Regions from separate parts of the Mus musculus genome. Here all the other regions are linked to region 1. Evidence: chromatin contacts called from public Hi-C data. All regions are on one chromosome and are shown on one strand. Each heading gives the region's core, a stretch centred on a gene start, on an enhancer-like site or on the middle of the called end of the contact. The rest is flanking DNA. Distances are from core to core; before and after follow the strand shown. Region 1 holds the start of G630016G05Rik (RIKEN cDNA G630016G05 gene). Region 2 has its middle 210 kb from the start of 4930528P14Rik. Region 3 has its middle 34 kb from the start of 4930528P14Rik.

Region 1 (4,728 bases), core at 578-3,077:
TCCTCCCCCCTCCCCCCTCTTTTAGCTTTGCCCCCAAAATAGCTCTAATATGATCCTCTCTTTTTAAAGTATTGTTCAAAGAAAGCAAGGAGAAAACCAAGAAAAAAATGAATAGTTTGCAAAAATTGGACTTCCTCCCCCCCTCTCTGGTAGGTATTTTGTCTTTCCCTCTCTCTCTTTCTCGCTCGCTCTCACTCGCGCTCGCTCTCTCGCGCTCTCTTTCTCTCTCTGGGAGATGAGTGAGTGTCAGTAGGTGTTGGCAGGTTGGCTGCAGCCGGGCTTATAGTAGAGCCTCAGTTTGGCGGCGCGGGTCGGCGGCGGGAGAACGAAATGACGGAACCCGGAAGTCGTGGTGGCCATAGCCCGTCCTACGGCGGAGACACATCCCGAGAGTGGGGAGCTGGAGCGAGGAGGAGCGCGCAGCGCGGAGCCTCTGATATGCAGCGAGTGCGGTCGGACGGCCCCGGGGGGGGGGGGGGGGGCTGGGGAAGGGGAGGCTGGAGCGGAGAGGACCGGAGCAAATCAGCAAGCCTGCTTCTCCAGGGGGACGACGCGGGAGGGAGAGGAAGAGGGGAGGGAGGGGGGATGAGGGAGGGGGAAAGGGGGAAGGGAGGGAAGGAGGGAGAGCGACAGGAGAGGGAGAGAGAGGGAGAGAGAGAGAGAGAGAGAGAGAGAGAGAGAGAGAGAGAGAGAGAGAGAGAGAGAGAGAACACGCGTGATTGGAGGGGGAAGGAAGAGAGGTGGAAGAGGACAGGGAGAGCGCAGACAGGAAAACTGCAGAAAGCCACAGGGAAAGTACGGTACAGACTCAGATCTTTTTATTTTCAACTTACTTCTCGTTTATTTCCCCACCACTCCTCTTGGCTCCTGCCTAACTGGGTCGCGTTGGGGATGTTTGGCATGGCGCTCTAGCTTTTGTTCGTTTTAATTCCGCGGCCCCCTTCCTCTGCCGGCGGATTACTAGGTCCCGAACTCTGCCACTACAACCTAGAGCAGCAAGCTCCGCCAACTGCACCACCGCCAGGCTAGGATTTTTGTTGTTGTTGTTGTTGTTGTTGTTGTTAAGTGGTACTTTCTTTCTCGTGCAGATGCAGAGCCCTTTTTGTCAATATTCATTTTTGTCTAGTACAAGATATGAGCAGCTGAACTCGGAGCATAGTCCCTCGGTGCGCTGCAGACAGTGTAGACCACCATTGAGAGTCTAGGGGTCCTGGGCTCAATCTGGAGGGAGAAAGCAGGATGAGAGTTAGTAGGGCGGGAGTTAGTGGGGTAGGAGTTAGAGGAGAGGGAGTTGTTTGGTGTTTGTTGTTTACCGATGTAGACAAGTGTGTGTGTGTGTGTGTGTGTGTGTGTGTGTACGCGCGCGTGCGTGCGTGCGCGTGACCGCTGTGCGCCTCTAAAGTGAATCTTGGATCTAGGAAGCACCGGAGGAGAAAGATTAAAAAGCATGTGAGACAGAAGATGCTTGCGAGGAGTGGCTGGCTCTGGCTGCCCAGCTTTGTTGTGGTTGCCCTGGGCGCAGCGGTTGTAAAGAGGGCTAAAGGCTGAGTTAATTACACCGGGAGGATTTCGCTGGATGGGGACCATGGGACTGGCTCCTAAAGTTTTCCCAAAAGGAAAAGGAAGCGAGTAGGGTTAAAAAGGTAAATACCCGACTAGGTTTTGGTAGAAACTAGTTCTGGCCGGGGTCCCGCCCAATCCCTGGCCGGAGTTCCAGCTGGCTTTACCTCTGCTCTGCTGTTTCCCCGCGGCTGCGCGTCAATCACCGAGAGACGAGAGCTGGGGGCGGAGCTTTGGTCACCCGGCGCGCGTAGCCGGGTTCACCCTGCCGCCACCAGGCAGCTGGCAGCGCGACCCAGCCACGCACTGGGAGCGCGCCCTCTCCCCAACTTCTCACCCTCGCCCTGGGTTCCGGGCCCCAGGCCCAGAGAATAGCAAACAGAGTAAGGGTTTGCTGTTCAACTGCGGCCTCCCTCCCCAACTCTGAACCATCCCGTGACAGAAAGCAGCGCCTCCTGCAAGGGTGCCTTTGACTGGACTTTCTCATGGGGGCGGGGGTGGATGGGAGTGGTTAGGTATAGTAGAGTGGTGTGTGTGTGTGTGTGTGTGTGTGTGTGTGTGTGTGTGTGTGTGTGTGAGAGAGAGAGAGAGAGAGAGAGGACTTACAGAGAGAGGGAGAGGGAGACGGAGAGGGAGAGGGAGGGAGGGAGGGAGGGAGAGAGAGAGAGAGAGAGAGAGAGAGAGAGAGAGAGAGAGAGAGAGAGAGGTTTTTCTCCCATTTAGCATCTTCCTGGTTTCCTAGCAAGCTTCTGAACATCCCAAGCTAGCTAAAACTACTGCATGCCGAGACTCCATGCGGAGTCTGAGGAAATTTGGCCTCGTTCTCCTAGGGCTGGTGAATGAGCTCCGGAGGTCAATAAAGCCCTCCAAAAATGATGAATGATTGAGCACCTGTGATGATGATAGTGATTACCAGAGCAATTAAACAGTTTGATTAAATGAGCCATCATAACAATGATGTCTGCGGGAAATCGGCCCTCACATATAAAGACAGTGTGGAGGGGCTGGCAGAGGCCCGGAGAGCGCGCCGGGAGAGGGGTTGCAGCCCGTGCGAGTTTGGCTCCAGTGGCCAAAGCAGGGAAGGCGGCCTCGGGGACCTTCTGGGAGCAGAGTCCAGCCAAGGGTTTCCCTCTCTTTCCGCTTCAAGCCCAAGACAGCAGAGCAGTTTGGAACCCGAAGGACTATATGGTCCTTTCCCCCTCCCCCACCACTTTTTTCCCCCCTAGAAGAACTTCAAGATTACAAATATCCGTCTCATTTGATGCTGAATTACTCGTGGACAGATAAGAAAAGGTAAGTAAAAAGAAAAGGAAAAGTTGGCCTCCAGAATTTTTTTTTTTGGGAGGGGGTGAAGTTAAATCTCAGTTTATCCTCCTAGGGTAAAAGAGAGGGAAAGAGAGAGAGGGAGGTGAGACACACACAGAGACAGACACAGAAAGGAGAGACACAGAATATGAGAGAATATTTGGCCTGGCTGAAGACCGTTTTCTGCTTCACAGAGTTGTGAATGATACTGGATCCAAGTTGTCGGCCCAGCACTGTTGGCAGAGTTTACATTCAGTTTTGATTCCTCTAATTGTTCTTAATTTCAACATTGGCTATTTAGTATCGCCAGTAAGATTTTTGCTCTTTTTAAATCCTGGTTAAATAAACGCCAGTTAGGAAGTTTCTTTTTCAAAGGAACACGGGTTTCCGAGATAAACGCTTCTTTTGTAAAGAACAACTTCGTGAGAAACCTCTGCATCTTCCTGTAAGCATGCTTAGCTCTTTTTTTCCACAGCGGTTCGCAGCCCCCACCCCCACCCCAACCCCAGCTTGTTGATATTGTAAAGCGATTTAATTTCCCGGTAACCTTTATTTAGTAAAACTTCTTTAGCATTAAGAAAAAACAGCATTAATAAAGTTTCTCCCTGAGTTAAAAACAAAAATCCAAGTTGATTATTTCTATTTTCTAAAGCAATCGTTAAGGAAATAATGGCTTGATGAAGGGTGGTAATTTGGGGTTTTACAAAGAAAAATGCTAACCCCGATTTATACTGTGGGCAGTGCAGACGGAGCTTAAACTTGAACCTCTTCCTCTCCTTCACCACGTAACTTCTTATGAATTTTGGCAAATGCCTTAAAGCAAACAAGAGGACAATCTGGTCAGATGTAGGGGGCAGAAAGGAAGGACATTTTAAGAAAAGCGAGAATTTTTAGGGAGACTTTTAGAGTTAAGAAGTGTGAGGTGGTTGAAAATAGCATGCTGGTGAAGGCCTTTTGGCTTTGAAATTCACTTTATCTAAAAGGAGCGGCTGCTTTCACTGAAGAGATGGGTTACACAGATGCACGCTATTGGTAAAACTCTTAGTTTAAATGTTAGTTTTAAAATCTACCACTGCCATGCATTGCACAGGGGATCAAGTTGGAGTATCTTTCCTGATCCCTGTGATACCACAAGTTGTGATCATCCAACAGCTTATGGGTGTTTTTATTAATACAACAGCATAGGTTGCATATAGTGAGGGACTTGCCTCTGTTCCTCATCTCGATTTCCATGTCTGGTAGAAGCCATTGCACAACAGCGAGGTGTCCACACTTTCTCTTTTCTTTCTGTATATGGGCACCTTGTTTTCAGAGCTTCACACTCCACACCCTTTGTGGATTCATTTACTCTCCCACATTTGAGGTGAAGGGAAATAGGTGGGGCAGCCCCAGAGACAGACAAGAGATGGGGGTCACAGGCGCCATGCACACCTCAGTCAACAGTCAGCCCCTTCTGCCCAGGCTGGAAATGGTTTTAACAGGCGGTAAAATTTCATCTTGCGGTGTCAAATTGGGGTCATTTTGGGGTTAGAGTTCTCAGTGTCCGTGAGGAGCTGTCCAGCTGTGTGGGGACTCATTAACTGCAAAAGATCTGTTTCAGTAAAAACAATTCAAAGACAATTGGAAGGCTAAAGACTCTCTACAAATCGCGTTTTACAAGTGCCCCAGAACAAATATGGTTGGTAAAACCTATTTCTTCACAATCTTAAATCAGCTACTTAGCTCTGGAGTGGGGGGTGGGAACATTGAATTAAAAAGGAGGTGAAAAGGGGGGTACTGAAGGGGGTGAATGAGAAAGAGAATTGGGCCTCTCAAATTTAAGAGTCTGTTTTTAATCACCCCCTTTCTTATTGAAGCATCTCC
Region 2 (4,728 bases), core at 1,395-3,894, 930 kb before region 1:
TTTCTAGAAACTCACAGACTGCTTAGCCTGGTATATACAACAGTGGACAACAAGAAACCCTGCCTCAAACAAGGTGTAAGGCAAGGGCAGACATGTCAAGAGTTCCACACACAGGGAGAAACTAAATCAAAATGGAATAAATTGTTTCCACTGAACAATGTCAAGAACTCATAGAGTGCAACCTGTCAAATGTGCTGCAAGGGATAAAGGGTTCTTCTGGAATAAATTATTACGAGAAAATAACTAGAATTACAAGTTAATCATTAAATATAGGAAATTCGTGTTGCCAAAAAATATCACAACCATAGAAACCGAGCCTAGCTGGCTAATTCCACACACATAGTTTTTACCATTAAAAACTAAGAAGTCATAAGAGGACAATAGAGCTGATATTGTAGTTAAACCAAACACAACAGAAAGGTAAGTAATAAAAAACGAGTAATTCTATAGCCGGGCATGGTGGCGCACGCCTTTAATCCCAGCACTCGGGAGGCAGAGGCCGGCGGATTTCTGAGTTCGAGGCCAGCCTGGTCTACAGAGTGAGTTCCAGGACAGCCAGGGCTACACAGAGAAACCCTGTCTCCAAAAAAAAAAAAAAAAAAAAAAAGAGTTATTCTAAAGTTTATGAATAAAACAAGTTTCTCTGAAAAAGAATAAGGAAGAGAAAGTTTTAAAACAAAAGAAATTTTAGATAATGGATAATATTTTTACAAAGTCTATGTCCAAATGAAACTGAGAAAACCTTATGAATATACTAATGGATATCTATGAAAACATAGAAAAAGACATTTTTAGATAATATAGCATCATAAATGACACTGTAAGCATATATTATGCTTTTATTGAAGTCTTGTACTTAAACATCAGGGCCAGGTGGTTTTGCCAATAAAAATTCTACCAATTACTCAAAAACTCTACGATTTCAATCTCTTTGGACTCTGCCAGAAGGCATAAAAAGAGGCACTGCAGCTCTACCCACAGAACAGGCTACTCTGAACTCAAGTCAGAAAAGGGTAGAAAGGGCAATAAATCTCAAGTCTATTATATTCACAAGTTTATATGCAGAATTTTTCAAAGATAGAAAAATGACACACACATATAAGTGCACAGACACCATTTATTTTATTGTATAAAGTCAAAATTAATTTATTGCTAATATAGAGATCAACAGTCATTTGAGTGGGTGCACACACACACACATGCCCACACACCCACACCCACACCCACACACACACACACCCTCATACAGGTAACTTAAGTCATTTCCCTAATAAATAAAGGAAATACATTTGGGTAAATTCAATGAATTTAGTCTCATGTATGTAATCAGTCCCCCTCAGCATACAGCCTTCTTATGTGACATCTCTCAAGACAAGTAGTTACTGTGACCTTAGATCACATATAACAAAAGTGATAGTGCTTAAAAAGGAAGATGTCTAACTATGGTTGCTTACTTATAAAATATATTTCATTCTGTTAAAAAATATAATGTAGAGAGGAATTGTGGAAAATAAGAATAAGAATATTTCAAGGTACAGGAGGCCAGCATACTTCATGTATGAGAGAAAATATACAATATTTACTGGCATCAGTTTAGGATCTCACTATTCTGTTTCTCATAGGTTGCAAAGAGTTTAATAGCACACACACACCTGCAGGTCTGTGTTGATCATGGCATAAATTGTTAGTGATATCATGGAATCATCCTATATGTCCATGAAGAGATAAATAATAACATAAATGAAATATACATATATATATGTGATATAATATTATCCCATCATAAAGAAAAAAACCATGTCATTATCAAGGATGTAGGCAGAATTACAGGTCATTATATCAGGCAACATGAACGGTATTTGAAGGATGAAATGCCTAGATAAAAATCTCTGTGCTACAGAGCACTCATGCATAATTTTGATGTTCTTCATCTAGTGGCATAGTATGGATCCTTGATTAGAACCCAACAATATGAGTTTCCTGACCCATCTGGGCTATTTTCAACTACAAAACAAATGTCTTTCTAGGTGATGGCTTACAGACTGTGTTCTTGAGAATGTGAGTGCATCCTTCCTGTCTGGTTTTATCTCATTTCTGTGTCAAGAGCATTGTTGTCAGCAGCATGTGGCACAACAGAGACAAGCATGAATCAAATGAAGCCGGCACTGCTCCAGTTTCCTTTGCCTCTCCTGGGTCCTGCCCTAGACTCTCCTACTGAACTTGGCACCTGTGCCTTGGATGCCTAGCAGTTTAGTATTGTGATCCCTTCTTGCCTCTAATATGCTGCATGTTATATTCTTAACCCTCATTTGCTGCTTGAGTTTCCTTACAGAGAAAAGAAGAGGAGAGCTTGGCCAAGGAGGTTCGCTCCAGCCTTAAGTGAACATGAAGTCTTATAGAGGAGGCCAGACTCATAGTGAGAAAATAATGCTGGCACTAATCCACTTAGAATTTCACAGCCTCTCTACTTCCCTACCTACAATGTGGATTGGTTTAACACCCTTTGTTGGGGTTATTTGGGCATTCCCTTCAAATGCTAATGACCAACTAGTCTAACACCCTTTATTGGTGTTATTCTGACAGACCCTTCAATAGTGAATGAATAGCTTGCTTTGTTTCCATAGACCAGGGAGCCAAATAACTTGGGGACCTAGAAGCAAATTATTTCTGTGACATAGACCCGCCCTGAATGATGGATTGGGCTGTATGGTGGCTGCTTCACTGAAGACTTGGATTTCCCTACCCATCACACACCAAGCCAAAAGGAGCTAAACCATTTTCTCCTCATTATCACCTCATTAAGCTCCCCAAGCCAGTGCAGACTGGGTAGAGGCCTGCTACAGGTAGCTTAATGAGTTTCTTATTTATAGGCCCAGTGCTGTTATGCAAAAGCTTGTTATTCCCAGGCTTAGAGTATGGTATTTTCTAAAGGGAGTTGAGAAATATAATTATCAAACGCCTTGGTATGGGTCTCACACAGCTACATGGCCCCTGGTTTCACAATACATTTGTTAGTTACACAGATTTGATATTGTGTCATGATGTTTACTCCGATTTTCTTGTTTTTCTTTTCACAACCCAGAGCAGATGCTGTCCCAGATGTGGGACATGCAAGTGATTGACAGCTCCGCAGCAGCTCTGCATTCATCACTGGATGGGCACTTTGCAGATTCCTAACTTTGGCTGTGGGAGGAAAAGTGCCTCCCCAACTGTTCTTTATATCTTTTTCCTGCCTTACGTGTGACTTGGTAGACACATCTATGTGAGGATCTCACATTCACACCCTACAAGAAGATATGATACATTATTATAATCCATATGCAAATATGAAAAAGTCACAAGTCCTGCTTCCTAGGCTCAGTTTTTAAAAAAATATAATAATTGCCACAACTTTATAGCTTTATTTAACAAGGCCTTTGTCTAGCATTGGGAAAGGTAGTGACAGAATACAAAAAGAAAGACAGATACACTGGTTGTCCTCATATAGTCAACGAAATTTAGCGTCCTGCAAAAATACTAATAACTGATGAATATGAATATATCTACATTTAATGAAGTAAAATTAGAATATAACTAGGCTGTCAAAAATGATGGAAACAATCTTTACATATACTGGGAAGTTGCTTTATTGCAATGTTAGCTGATACTAAACATGCAGTGCCTCTGGGGAATGGCTGAAGATATAAAAGAAACCAAACATATTGGAAAGATGGTTCAACAGTTAAGAGCGTGTACTGCTTTTGCAGGGGACCTGAGTTTGGTTCCCAGCACCCCTGGCGGCTGTTCCCAGCCACCTGTAACTTCAGCTTCAGGGGATCTGATGCTCTCTTCTGGCCTTTCCTAGTGCTGCGTTCATGTGTACAAACCTACACAGAGATAACACACACACACACACACACACACACACACAGACACACACACACACACACACACATAATTAAAATATAAAGTGATATTTTAAAATGTTAGAGAAAGAATAGATGGAGTTAATGAAATGATGTGTCAATAAAGACAGCATGGGAGTTTCAGGCTCTGCTCTGGCTAGGGAAGACACGCTTGTTTCTTGTTTGGGTTCCATAAGCATTAGTGAGATTCCTAGTAAAGAAACACAGTAAGGGTAGACTGTTAATATGAAAAACTGTAAATATGAAGAGCATTTTTTAAACTTTGTATTGATTCTTTGTAAATTTCACATCTTGCATCCGAAGTCCACCCATATCCCTGCCCCATTATATCCTCCCTCTGCCCTTGCAACCTCCATCCAAAAGGAAAGAAAAAAAATATATAAAAAGAAAAAAATCTGGTCATGGAAGCTGCAGTGTGTCACACAATATAGTTTTTGTCTACACATCTTTACTCGTAAATGTTCATTGCAATGCATCATTGGCCTGCGTCGAGGCCCTCCGGCTTCTACATTAGCAATACTAGATTAATTTCCCAGAAGTTATGTAAGGGAATGACTGGTAAATCTAGAATAGTCAAGTCCCATCACTGACAACAGTCATGTGAAGCAGCTACAAATGTTAAACTGTGAATAGCACAACATTATTCTATAAGAAAACATTGACGTAAAAGAAGAATTACTATCATATTAATTTTAAGGCTTCAAACTTTCGCATTAGCTTGTCAGACAATTGTTAGCTTATTTTAAAGGAAAAAGAAATGTGTGTTAGGTGAACTTTTGTTCTTCCCATCTATTGACAAGACTTCAAAACCTTCTCAAAGCTA
Region 3 (4,728 bases), core at 1,146-3,645, 760 kb before region 1:
AAATATCTATAGAAGATGATTAGGCTCAATAACAGAAGCTAGGAACAAAATGGGTCCTTTTCCATGCTTCCTGCAGAAATTGAAGAATTTTTTAACTTGAATTGCTTCCTTAATATTTTTTATTTATTCTTTGAAAATTGTCATACATATTAACAGTTTATCTTGACCACATTGTTTCCTCCTAATGTCTTCTTCCAACTGCTCTGGGACTCCCACACATACTTCCCTCTCTATTTTATGTCTGCTGTCTTTAACTTTTAAGTAATATTTTTAGCTCAGTAAGACCAGTTAATATTGGGACTTGAATGTGGAGTTATCCACTGGGGCATGGACAACCTTCCAGTGACCATACTGAAAACATACATACATCATTAAAACATGCATACATACTTACATATATATATATATATACTTACATACATATTTACATACATACATATTTACATACATACGTAAAAGCAAGTCTCCCTCCCATAGCAGCCAGTAATTGCCATAGGATTTTTATTTGCTTTTAGATTTATTTAATTTATTTAATGTATATGGATGTTTTGTCTGCATGTATGTCAGTGTACAATGTATATCCTGATGCCTGCAAAAGCCAGAAGAGGGCATTGGGTCCCCTAGAACTGGAATTACTCCACGTGGATGCTGGGAATTAACCTGTGTCCACTGGAATGGCAACACATGCTCTTAGTTTCTCTGCCATCTTTCCTGGCCCTGCCAATAGGATTATAAACATGTATCCACACATATTGTTTGCCACAGAATCAGTCCTGTATAATTCCCTATACCTCTCTCTATATCTACTGTCTCTAGAAATGCTAAGACTATTCTATGTATGAATGTTAAATGGCACCACAAAATAAAAACCTAGTACTCTAAGATCTGCTTGTGACAATACCAAAGAAGTCACATTTTGCTTCCAAACTGAAATGAAATGGTGACCTGAAAGTTTCCTGAAAACATAACACTCACAAGCACGCTGCAATGTCTTAGCCTCAGATACTAAAGCAAAGTAGGTCAGAAAAATCATTCTACATTGCTGTGCTAATCAACTTTATCAAACTAGTGAAAAATATCAAGAACATCAAATGTTACAAGAGATAAAATATCATGGAAAACAAATTAATTGGTAACAATATGGAAGTAGATTATTCTCCAAAACTGTTTGTTATTTCATTTTAATGTATAATTTTTACATGTATAGATGTTTACCTGTATGTATTTCTGCATACCACATGTGTTTCTGATGCATGGAGTGGCCAGAAAAGGTTAGCAGATCTTCTGAAACAGGAGTTGCAGATGTTTGTGAGCAACCATGCGGGTGCTGAGAATCCATTGTGTGCCCTCTGCAAGAACTACAAATGCTATGAGTCTCTATGCCATCTCTCTACCCCTAGTTACTATTACTTTAAAGGGGGTTTGCTTGTGTTCAATTAAAACTCAAGATCAAACTGCAAGGAATGGAAAATACTGGCTCTTTGAATTGCAAAGAAGAGAAAGATTTTAGAAAACATACAAATCCTGACAACTAGCTCTAAATAATTGAGTATGGGTACAAATTGCAGTTCAAAACACTGGAGGAAACATTTTGAATAGAAGCTGTGGTTCATGTGTCTAAAGAGGTAGTTTAATCTCAGTAAAACATTCACTGCAGGATATCCAAGTGTTTTCTATGCTGTATATCTAGTTTTTATAATTACCCACAAGTTACAAGTAAAAAAAATAAACTCATATACATAGCATTCAAGATACATTCATAATTATTTTTACTTTAATAGGAGTCTTTCCTTGTCAATTATACTGTATGAAGCTCTGAAGGTGTTTCCATTTAAATTTTTTTCTTTCACCTTGTTTCTGCCTTACAAAAGGACTTGCATCAACACACCAATGGTGCAGAATGATCAGGCCAACATGCCCCAACAAAGAGTCTTTTTCCTCCAGTAGGCCAAATCACAGCCATTTGACTGTAATTTCAGAAGCAATGACAGTTCTCAGAACTATCATTACTGTACTTTAGGCAAGGAAATCTAAACTGGGATTTTCAGTTGTGCAATGTGTAGGATGGAGCTGATTTACAGTGAGTCAGTCAGGATCACAGAACAAGCTGTCTAATGTGCCCACTCCATTTCTGGTAGACTATAAAGTGCATGGATTAGTACTTGTGCCATGTCAGCAAGAGCGACAGGAGTTTGACCTTTTTCCATAACAGGAGAAAGCCTGGGCTTCCACTGCCTTTTCCTTCAGGAGTTCCTTGCGGGGCACGGTAACATATCATTACTATGACATCACTGCCAGTGGTTGCCATTTCAGAGAAAACATACAAATGGCCCAATAATGGGTTTCTTCATGCGTCAGTGGAAGTCTGTAAAAGGAGCTTTGTTGTGTCCTTATTGTCTGATGTACTGGGACTGGAGTGCCTTTTTGACCTTGGCATTGTCATTCATATCTCTGGACACAATACAGCTGGGCTAGGAGTTGAAGGAAAAAAAGAATAAATCAGAAGGAACTATGTTGTCTCATTTGGACAGTGTGAGACCAAATGTGGAGTTTCCTGTCCATTTGTGTTAACCTCTGTGGAGATAAGGACTCAGGGTTGCTTTCCTTCTGTGTGTGGAGATGGCCTAGCTGGCTCAGAGTCAGGAGCTGTAGTCTCAGACAAATTATTGATTTGTTGAATGTTACTTTGTCAAAGCATCCCAGCTTGGGCTTCAGTACAAGTGGTATTAATGCTGACACCTCAGACTCAGAGCTATTTAAACAGAGAGTTGGTAGACAAGGAGATGCTGTTGTTCGTTCATGAATACACTTACACACAAATCGTTTGAAAGCCTGGTGTTCCAGCTTACAAAAATTTGCCCTTTGTCACATTAACAGATGCATCAAAGAAAAAAGGGGGGTGGTGAACCAAAGGTATGTGAGGAGCACACATTCTTCTTTGGTTCTCAGGCATCCATTGCCTCTTTTCCTGGTAGTAAGCTGAGTTAGAGTTTTGGTCCAGTACAGAGATGGGAAAGTACTACCATCTCAGCAATAGAACTGATGAAAAAGACTAGGATGTCTCTACAGCAGAGGCAAGAAAGAATAAGAGAAAGTACATTTGCTCAAACATTTACAGAACTAGCATTTAAATCCTGTTCACTCACTTTGGTAGACCAAGTGGTACACAACTCTTATCATAAAAAAGAGACAGGATTAATATATGTGTGTGTGTATGTGTGTGTATGTATGTATGTATGTATGTATGTATATATTAATAATTGAATCTGAGGAAACATCTTATATAAGTACTCAGAAGAACAAGGACATAATCATGTAACAAAACTGAATGGCAATCTGCATCAAACTTGGTGTTTAAATAATAGCCTCATACAAGATACCTAGTATTCTGGGAGACTGTCAAGCAGAGCTCCAATGAGATAGTTTAGAATAAAAAACAGACTCAAGTCATGTTCTCACTGGTAGTTTTCTTATGCTTCTCCACCCCCCCCCCCTTTTCTGCCTTGCCACCATAGACATGCTTTGGCTTTAACTGGACGCATCCCATCTCAGCCGGTAAGGAGTCACAAAAGGCAACATCGAAAGTCAAGAGGAGAACTTAGGAAATGCTGTTGATTTGGGTTTCTGTATTTAGAAGATCATGTCATTTCAATGGATGTTCCGAAATTTGTGTATGTCCTCATTTGAAACACTTTACTGTAAATAATATTTAAAAGAGCTGAACAAAACACATATATACAGTTCATTCATTTCTTATACCAAACATCTGTGTGCTGCACCAAGAATTAGAACCCTTCCTTTGCTTCTCATTTCCTTCCCCAAGGGCTGTCCCTTTCCCCTTCCCCTGTGACTTGCATTGTCCTGGACTTTATGATAATTGCCTTTCCTGTATTTTTATATCTAAACATACATCTTTTAACCACAAGAGTTTATTTTTGTGTGTTTTCTATTTTTACCTCATATAAATGGAATTATACAAGGTATCTTTGTGTTATTGGTTATTTTTCTCTTAACACTTTATCTGTGTCGTTCATGCAGGTATGGTATACAGCTTTAGTTGGGTATTCTTAACATACATATATATTATGGAATGGCTGTTTCTGTTTTTTGTGTTCTTCTGATTAAGTTGCTATGAATGTCTTCTGCACCACATTGAAATACAGTTCTGTTGGACAGATATGAGGGATGTGATTAGGTCTTTAGTGGTGAAGTCACAAAGTGAAATCTGTAATCCATGCCTTTAATACAGAAAACTGTGTCTAGTGTGTACTGCATTAGAATAATAGAGGAGAATACATTGTATTTTAGTGCATTGTGTTTTATATTTGATGTGTCAAGATACCTCACATTAAATACTAAATAATGATGAGCAACATCAATAGCTTTTATGAAAATTACTGAGGGAAAAATATCCAAATATTGAACAAAAGTAGGGTGGGATTTGGGGGACAACTGGTGTCAATCATATTAGAAAAATTTCTGAGCTTGTTTTTTAATCTCTCCTGTTCTTCAGACAAGTGGATGCAGCAAAATGACCCATACTCAGCATTCTATATTTCAAGAGTCTTCCAGTCCTGTGTTCGAAATTGCTAAACCCTTTAGTCTCAGGATTGGACTTTCACTAAACAAAGCACAAGAAGTGTATCATTCTTTCTAGATATAATTAAGTAATTGTGCTTGGCTATAGAGATGACCACTCAGTAAAGAAAATGACCACAGTGGACCCTA

The links. Hi-C and Micro-C count contacts between places; a contact is called where the count stands out from the background.
Region 2: a Hi-C map of embryonic limb bud shows a contact between it and region 1, with 5 times the contacts expected there. The contact joins the enhancer-like site here to the promoter of G630016G05Rik in region 1. A contact is called at or near these places in 4 of 39 promoter capture datasets (embryonic stem cells and erythroid cells), 12 of 484 Hi-C or Micro-C datasets (differentiating embryonic stem cells, embryonic limb bud, embryonic stem cells and 1 more), 14 of 115 datasets of contacts at active chromatin or transcription factors (astrocytes, craniofacial prominence, differentiating embryonic stem cells and 7 more) and 1 of 9 other capture datasets (embryonic stem cells).
Region 3: a Hi-C map of nephron progenitors shows a contact between it and region 1, with 2.3 times the contacts expected there. The contact joins the enhancer-like site here to the promoter of G630016G05Rik in region 1. A contact is called at or near these places in 2 of 39 promoter capture datasets (embryonic stem cells and liver), 2 of 484 Hi-C or Micro-C datasets (nephron progenitors and uterus), 9 of 115 datasets of contacts at active chromatin or transcription factors (bone marrow-derived macrophages, craniofacial prominence, differentiating embryonic stem cells and 6 more) and 2 of 9 other capture datasets (adipose tissue and embryonic stem cells).

The regions. Positions count from the first base shown.
Region 1 is chr2:116,065,398-116,070,125 of GRCm38.p6, forward strand. It overlaps G630016G05Rik (RIKEN cDNA G630016G05 gene), which reads left to right and starts at 1,828. Exons shown (of 5, transcript NR_153841.1): 1 at 1,828-1,943; 2 at 2,787-2,853. It also overlaps a transcript of Meis2 not described here.
Region 2 is chr2:115,129,762-115,134,489 of GRCm38.p6, forward strand. No RefSeq gene overlaps it. Among named protein-coding and RNA genes, the nearest start is that of 4930528P14Rik, 210 kb to the right of the region's middle. Within about 2 kb of position 2,645, at least 15 of the 459 cell types and tissues checked have an H3K27ac peak or open chromatin away from gene starts, as enhancers often do. A contact at or near this core is called in embryonic limb bud, where this site is marked.
Region 3 is chr2:115,307,941-115,312,668 of GRCm38.p6, forward strand. No RefSeq gene overlaps it. Among named protein-coding and RNA genes, the nearest start is that of 4930528P14Rik, 34 kb to the right of the region's middle. Within about 2 kb of position 2,396, at least 19 of the 459 cell types and tissues checked have an H3K27ac peak or open chromatin away from gene starts, as enhancers often do. A contact at or near this core is called in nephron progenitors, where this site is marked.